Regions from separate parts of the Mus musculus genome. Here region 2 is linked to region 1. The links are chromatin contacts, called in public HiChIP or PLAC-seq maps. All regions are on one chromosome and are shown on one strand. The core of a region is the stretch at or near the end of the contact, and the rest is flanking DNA. Distances in the headings are between cores, read along the strand shown.

Region 1 (3,919 bases), core at 826-3,325:
ATGCAGGAAAAGGTAACCCTTTAGGGTAGATGTTCCACACAGAATCCCGAACAATATTAACCCGTCTTCTCTGCTCCCTCCAGGCGACTGGCAGCCCAGCAAAGCAGGCACAAAGTTGGTGATATGGACCACTGTTGACTCTGTACCTTGTTCCCCTGAGCATGTGTACACAGACATCAAGAATGTGAAGAGGGGGCCTGGCCACCCGGCAAGGCTCCCGTCATCTGCCTTCACACTTAGGCTTCCAGGAACACAAAAGCAGCCGAGGAGGCCTGGAAATGAGTTGAACGGCTCCCGCCCCCACAGAGGGAATCAGCAAGTTCTCAGGCAGTGTTACAAAATCCCCTGCTGACCAACATTCCGGATTCATCATATCCTCGGCCTTGACGAAGAAAGTGGCTCCACCCACCAAATTGAAACAGCTAGCGGGGACACAGTTACCCTGTGCTGTGTCGGCCACACATCTATCGCTACTCCAGAAACATTAAGAGGTGTGGGGAAAGCTGACCAATTCTGCTTTCTCCTCTTACAAACCCAGAGCAGCAGGCAAGCCATTTAAGCCAAGCGTAGAGGCGGAGCTCTGTCGGAGGCTGGAAAAGGAGTCCAGAGTCTGACTAGTCTTGACTCTGAGATATTGCATTCATGAGTGCTCAGTGGCAGGTAGACAGCCTGAGAAAACTCGGAGGCTCTGCCTGCAACGCGGAGTAAAGACCAGAGCCAAAGGAAAGACAGGGAAAGTAGAAATCAGTCCATTTCCCACGGTGGCTAAGTAAGGAACGGGGAAGACAGAGGAGGGAGGGAAGCTCCCCAGACCTTCACTAACTCAGCTTGATCAGAATGTATTACATAGCCAACAGATTGATACGCGCAAGACAAGGAGTCAGGGATTAGGAGCGAGGCTTTTGAGTACATCACTCTTTTTTGGTTTTTCAAGACGGGTTTCTCTGTATAGCCCTGGCTGTCCTGGAACTCACTCTGTAGACCAGGGTGGCCTCGAACTCAGAAATCCTCCTGCCTCTGCCTCCCAAGTGCTGGGATTAAAGGCGTGCGCCACCACACTTTACACAACATAAAAAGTCAGAACTTGGGAGTTTCATACATTGGAAACCTCTCTCCCTGAAACTATACCATACTATTTCCGGGTTCGTTTGTTTCACTTAAAGTATCTTATTTCTTTATCATGGAAAAGGGAGAAGACAGAAGCAAATTAATCGGGAAAGTCCAAGACGAAGTTGTACACGCACTAAAAATAATTCACTACCTATCTTAAAAATGCCAGTACAGGAAGCTATTCCACTCACGTGACTTGCGCACCAGCCAAGACTCGGCACTGGGTAAATAACCGTGAGTCGAGGAGGCTGGGCGATTCCAACTCTACTTCCCAGTCGCCTTACATCCAGCAGAGTGGTCCAACGCTCTCTGACTCAGTTTCCTCGTTCATAAAGAAGTCGGTAATAGCAGCGGTGCTCAACTCCCAAGGCTGCTTTGTACACCAAAGGAGGGCACCCTGAGGGGGACATTAAAGCACCTAAGAAGCGAGAGTCGTACTGATCGGAGATCTCTCCCAGGATAACCCGAATCTTCGCGAAGACGCACAGAGTGCTGCTGAACTGGAGATTTTCTCAATCGGCAAAGCAAGGCAAGTGGGAACAGAGGTGCAATGAATGTCACAGCCCAAAGTGGAGACCCCGCGGCTGCCCACAGACGACTCCTCGACCCCGCAGAGCCCCGAAGCCCGCCTGTCCCGGCGGCGCCGCCCTCACCTGCGGTGTCCCATATGGAGATGTTGAAGGAACGCCACTGCTTCAGGTAGAAGGCGCCGCCCACGGTGCTGACCGTGTCCGGGAAGCGACGCTCCATGTAGCGCTGCAGCAGCGACGTTTTACCCACGTTCATGTCCCCCAGCAGTACGATCTTCCCATCCGGCTTCCGCATAGCCGCGGAGGAGATGACCCCTGCGCTTCTCGGTCACCCGCCCAGGATGCCAGGGGACGCGGACCCCGGCCTCCAGGGACCCCGAACTCTAGTGGCCCTGGCCTGAGATCCGAACTCGATGAAGTGCCAAAGAGGAAGCGCGCCACAGCTCTGTACCGGAGTGTGAACGCAGCCCTGCGACCACGTGGGTGCCCGGCCGCCACGCCCACCCCACGCCCCCTGGTCCGCCTAGGCCCCGCCCCCAGTCTTCTCCCAAGCCCCTTCCACACTCCCCATCACCCCTGCCTCGTTCCTATTACTCCCTATCTCTCCTTCCCCAAATTCCCTTTCTCTGCCTGCTAAATCTCAGCCCCACGCCCACCCCTCCCCATTCTTTCCCATTCCCCCTCCCTCAAGGACCGTCCTGCGTCCGTCCCTATAATCCCAAACTCCGTTCCTCCTTTATTTTTCTGCCCTTCCCAGAGCCCTGGCCCCTACCTCCCGCCCCAGCTCCTTCCCATACCTTCTCCAAGCCCTTCTCCAGCCCAGCCAGCCCTTTCCTGGAACCCCTCTCCACTGGCCCAACCCACGCCAGCCTCCCTCTTCCCGCACCCCTGACTCTAGCAGGGCTACAGTACCGCTTTTTTTTTTTTTTTTTACAGTCCCCACCCTTTGAAAGCCTGTATGTCGCCAAGTTTGGAGCCTAGGACCTGGGTCCTAAGGTGAAAGTTCCAGAGCGCCTTCCTTCGGACGCTCCAGTTCCTCCAAAAGCCCGGGTAGCCGCGGAGAGGCCCAGGACCTGGTGTTTGTCTAGTCACAGGCTCCCTTGGCTCTGTTTCGCTTCCCAGCCTGTGCCCAGCGCTCCTCCTCGGTGCACCTTGGTTGCACCCACACAGGTGGAGAGTTGCCTGGCTGGGAAAGTCCCTTGGAAGTCGGCTAAGATTTAAGGGAGAATGTGGATGGGTCGGGGACACCGGGAGGTGCCTGCTAGGTTCGCTTTTTACTTCTGCAAGAAACCTTGAAGGGAAAACTTGACTTTGCATTTGCAGTGACTGCTAGAAAACAGCTTCCCTTTCTCCTATAACAGAGAACCCCTAAAACCAAAATCTTCCTCCAGGGGCACAAGCATGCAGGGAGGCGGAGGAGATATTTGGGGCTGAGTAAAGCCCACTAGGTCCAGGGGAGGGAAGGGAAGGGAGACGACTCTCCTAGTAGCTTCTCCCTCTGCAGGTGCAGAGATTCCACCGAGGCGAGATGGCTACGCCTGCCTCAAGCACCCTGCCTGAGAACTGAGGACCGTTGCTCTAGGGAATGCGGGTGGGAAAGTACGTTCTGGGGCGTGGAATGCTCACCAGCGCGTGAAACCAGCTCCCTCTAAGCCCCAGGCTTCTGCTAGCCGCCCATCCCACCCCACCGCATGTCCTCCCAGGGAAATTTAAGTTACTTCCAACTTACTAAGGGCTTGTTGCATGAAAGTTACAGGGCCAGGCTGGAGGAGTAACCAGACGACAAGTCCCCAGAGGCTGAGAGAGAGAGAAATGGGTTCTGTGTAAACATCTAAGCTAGGATCAGGGGGTGGCAAGAGTCCCTACCCCTATCACCCTTCGAGGATCTTCTGGTGTTGAGTTCTTCTAATTTTCTCAGAGGTGAGACATCCTAATTTCATGATATAATAGCTGAGAGAGGTTACTTCCCAATGGAGATGTAGTTAAACAGAAAACAAGGAAAACCAAATACTTAAAAATAAAACAACATGAAAGCCCTGTTCTGGCTTACTCTTTTAATCCCAGAACTCAGGGGTTGGGAGGCAGAGGCAGAGGCAGACAGATCTCTGAGTTCAAGGCCAGTTCAAGGTCTACAGAGTGAGTTCCAAGACAGCCAGGGATACATATTGAAACCCTGTCAAAACAAAACAAAAGTAGGTTCATAGAAAATGACCGGAGGAGTACTGAGCGAGGACAGCTGCCCTGTGGGTGTGGAGTAAGAGTTGGCCTATCTGGTTTTG
Region 2 (3,919 bases), core at 657-3,156, 35 kb after region 1:
AACCATGACTATCCGGGACGGGGTGCACAGAATGTCCTCAGGGCGCCCGGACTCCAGCAGTGAGGCTCCCCTGATCCCAGCACATTCAGATGCGGCACCGGGTTCTCAAGACGTTTCCCAAGGAAACATTTTCATGGGCACAGGCAGATAGTGGTTGTCGGGGTGTCCATGTGGGGTGCTGAGGGATGCTGCTCTGGGCACTTTGGAGGCCTGTTGTGAGATAGCGTGTTGTGGGATGGGCTGCTTGTCTCAGGGGCTCAAGCTCCATAGGCTGTGAGGTATACTTCCTCCTTGGAACAAGCAGGGAGGGGCAGCTCATGGTGTGTGTTCTTTATAGTGCTTGTGTGTAACCAAGAAGGCAGCAGTCGCAGGTGTGGCGGGCAAGGCGATCTCCTGTCAGGCTCCCTGGGTGTCATGGTGCACTGGGCCCTCCGTGCTGGACCAGAGAAAACAAATGGGTATGGCGCACCATTGTCTGTCCTGCTTTGATACTATTCACGTGTTGGAACTCTTTAATGTCCCTGGTGAACTACCAGTGGACCATGGGAGACGTCTGAAGCCAAGGCTCCCTGCCCACAGGAGCTTCTACACACACCCGCCAGACCCAAAATAAACCAGTTGAGGGTGTGGCCCTGGCATTGGTGCTAATCCAAGCAGCCATGGTTGATTGACACCATTGTGGGGGAGTTCAGCAGGGGCTTCTATCAACTGAGGATAGAGAGCATGCAGGTAGAGGAATGGCCCTCCTGGACACTCGTCCTCACAGCTGTGAGTCTCTGGGACAGCAGGATGCTAAGCTCACAGGCAGCCCCACACCTCTGACCTGTCCTATGGACCATTATAGCCACACATGCTAGGTATGAGATGTGCAGCTCCCGGGACCTCACAGGATCCACTGGTGCAGACTGGGTATCTCAGGTGGCCTTGACCTTCACTCAGATATGCAGGGCAGTGGTGCAGAGACGGTTCTAGTTTGTCCTGTGGCCCAAAATGGAGTGTGCATTCTGCCACCTTCCAAGAAAACCAGTGAGCACCATTAAAGCCTACACCACCAGCAGGTACCACACACCTAGAAAAACCTCTATTGGGTTCCAACCCATCGCAGGAATGGGACCCAGGGCCTCCTAGTGCTTCTTAGGCCTACTCTGCCACGGCACCTTATCCCAGGCCCAGTGAGGATGTTGGGGGTGTTGCGTGCCAGTGTGCAGCTGTAGAAAAGTGGCCTCTCAGAAGCCTCAGCTGGCTTGAGGTTGCTATTTGGGAGCTGAAGGTAGAAATGGGGTGAAAACGGAGAGCCCAGGGCCCTTACTGTGGCCTACAACGAGAAAGCCTTTGATTGTGCTCTTATCTTACAGCTCCAGCCCACTCCTGGTGGCTGCCTGGGGCGCCTGCACACTCACAAGGGAGTGTAACCGGCAGGCCTTCCAGAAGTACGGGCGCTCTACAACCACTACCGACATGATCACAGAGGTAGGAACTGCCTTCAGCAGGCTCTTCACGACCTGAACCTGTGCAGACTGGAGTGACAGACTGAATCCTCCATTTGCCTAGCCTTGGGCTCAGCAGCACTTGGAACAGAGGATTTACGACCTAACCATGTATTCTCACTAATGTAGAGTTGATATGTCAACTACGACACTAATCTGGTCTTTCAAGGTTTTCTTGGCTTCTCAGAAATAGCTGAAAAGAAAATGAGAATAAAATTCCCAGCAGCCCAACTGGATCTGGGCTTGCTCTGAGACAGGAAATTTGGAGTTTGTGGTTGTTCTCTGCTTCTCGTGCCTTTTCGTTACTAGTCACCCCTCACACAGAGGGCTCCATCCTTCCAATACTAGACAGTCACCCCTCACAGGGCTCCATCCTTCTGTTACTAGACAGTCACCCCTCACAGGGCTCCACCCTTCTGTTACTAGACAGTCACCCCTCACAAGGGCTCCACCCTTCCGTTACTAGAAAGTCGCCCCTCACAGGGCTCCAATCTTCATGTGGCTGGGGAGTGCAGGGTTTGGTTTTTAACTGAGGCTCACAGGACATTCTTGGGCCCCATAGTTTTCTGTTGAGTGACCGAGTGCTAGCTTAGTGAAGTAGTTTAGAACAGACAGTGGCCATGCAGAGCAGATCTGTTAGAGGCCTGTGGGGAGGGCAGGAAACCTGGGTGCCACTGGCATTTGAGTGTGGCAGGGAGTGCCCAGATTCTGCAGGTCTACTACTCGTGTGCTCACTGCTGCCCACTGTGGCCCTCACTCTGCCTGCTGAGCCTCCCTCCCGAGAGTGGCCTGCCAGCTGCATGCCTAGTTAGTGGGGGTCTGCTCTCTGGCTCCCCTTGTCTAAGGGCCAGCTAACCATGTCCAGGAATGTCTCCTGAACAGACATGAACTTACTGAAGGGAATGTTGCAAATGTGGCCATCAGTGGTACACAGTTAATCTTCCAGGCTGTTCCAAATACACACCAGTGGGCAGCATAGGCCCACTTTACTATTGGCTAAACAGCCACAATTGGCAACTTTAATATAAAGTTTTCATCACAAAAGAGCAGAAGGCCAGGGTATGGCAGCGCATGGGATGCAGCCACCTCATCCTCGGTCCCCAGGTTTCTGGTGTCTTGTCCTTGGATCCAGCAGTTCCCATGTGGAGGCTGCACTGCCTCTGTCCTGAAGGAGAAGGTTCTGGGTAGACATCACATCCTCTTATTCGAGGTGATGGATTACAAAGCAGAGGCAGTGGAGGCAGAGGGGGCAGAGGGATGCCGAGGAGGGGGGGATAACACTGCCTGACAGGCCAGCTCCTCACCCATGAGGGTTGAGTTTTGCAATTCTTCCTGCTTACACACCTTCCCCTCCCGGCCTCCACATCTGCCTCGAGTGGGTCTCTCAGAAACCAATGACTAGCCACTGTCTGCCCCCTCACTGTCTCCTGTGACACTGCTCTGCCTGGATTTGCAGTATCACTCACCTTAACATTGATGCCATGGGTGACGAGGTCCTGTCGGAGTGTGTCACATGCCTCCAGCAAGGGCTGCCTTTCCTGGAGCTGCCGTTTCCGAGCCTCCCCAGCAGCCCCGGGTGTGTCCAGTGCATACTGGCGGACCTTCAGCCTGAAGCGCACGAGTTCATCTACCACACAGCGCAACGTTACTGTGCTGCTGTCTCCTGAAACACACTGAGCCACATGCCGAGGGATGAGTCTGCCCAGCCCAGCAAGGCAGGACCCCGGTACAGCCTGGGAGACCACAAACGACTATATTCTGGGAAGTCTTTATCAGTGTTCCTGATGCTAGCCCTTTCTGGAGAATATTCGGGGGAGGTTAGGTTACTAGCAAGATCAGCTCAGCAAGACTTTATGCCTTGACTGGCCCACGTTAAGCTGGTAAAATCCACTTTGACCCATGTCCCACCTGGACCTCAGCAACAGTTATACAGTTGTGTGTGTGTGTGTGTGTGTGTGTGTGTGTGCGCGCGCGAGCATACTGAGATCAAGCAGTCTGGCTGGCTGTATAAACACTGGCTAAGGGGACAAAATGGTAGTCCCCTGTTAAAGCAGAAAGCACCTTTCTCTGGAAGCCGGCCGGAGACCCTGGGAGAGGCTACCAAATTCATAAGCCTTGGCAGGGCTGGCACTGCTGTGGGTGATGTTCTAGCTGACCACGACAGAGGCACAGCCTGGCTACAGGCAGGACAATGGCTGAGCCATTGCTATGTCCTTTCGGGTCAGCCTAAAGCTGTCAGGTATGGCAGAGTGAAGTGAGAAGCAAAGGGACTCTAAAGGGGACACAGCGCCAGAGAATGCCAGCAGAATGGAGTTGTGTGCACAGAGGAGGGGCCACCCAGAGAGAAGAGCTGCCTGCCCTGTGCAGCTCCTGGGTAAATCTGCTGGGGCTGGGACTGAGTGAATAGTGACCCTGGGCCACTGGACCCTATC

The links. HiChIP or PLAC-seq counts read pairs in DNA pulled down with a chosen protein or histone mark.
Region 2: a contact with region 1 is called in an H3K4me3 HiChIP or PLAC-seq map of embryonic stem cells, with 23 read pairs. The contact joins the enhancer-like site here to the promoter of Rab20 in region 1. A contact is called at or near these places in 10 of 39 promoter capture datasets (the 3T3-L1 cell line, the HPC-7 cell line, cranial neural crest and 7 more), 6 of 115 datasets of contacts at active chromatin or transcription factors (the SCID.adh cell line, bone marrow-derived macrophages, embryonic stem cells and 1 more) and 3 of 9 other capture datasets (adipose tissue, liver and pancreatic islet).

Annotation. Positions count from the first base shown.
Region 1 is chr8:11,476,565-11,480,483 of GRCm38.p6, forward strand. It overlaps Rab20 (RAB20, member RAS oncogene family), which reads right to left and starts at 2,076. Exons shown (of 2, transcript NM_011227.2): 1 at 1,764-2,076. The coding sequence starts at 1,935. E230013L22Rik (RIKEN cDNA E230013L22 gene) reads left to right here and starts at 1,365. Exons shown (of 2, transcript NR_126558.1): 1 at 1,365-2,119; 2 at 2,577-3,677.
Region 2 is chr8:11,511,540-11,515,458 of GRCm38.p6, forward strand. It overlaps Naxd (NAD(P)HX dehydratase), which reads left to right. Exons shown (of 10, transcript NM_001190357.1): 9 at 338-458; 10 at 1,356-1,748. The coding sequence ends at 1,506. It overlaps Cars2 (cysteinyl-tRNA synthetase 2 (mitochondrial)(putative)), which reads right to left. Exons shown (of 15, transcript NM_001359137.1): 14 at 2,954-3,160; 15 at 2,478-2,652. The coding sequence ends at 2,575. Among named protein-coding and RNA genes, the nearest start is that of Naxd, 16 kb to the left of the region's middle. Within about 2 kb of position 1,907, at least 8 of the 459 cell types and tissues checked have an H3K27ac peak or open chromatin away from gene starts, as enhancers often do. A contact at or near this core is called in embryonic stem cells, where this site is marked.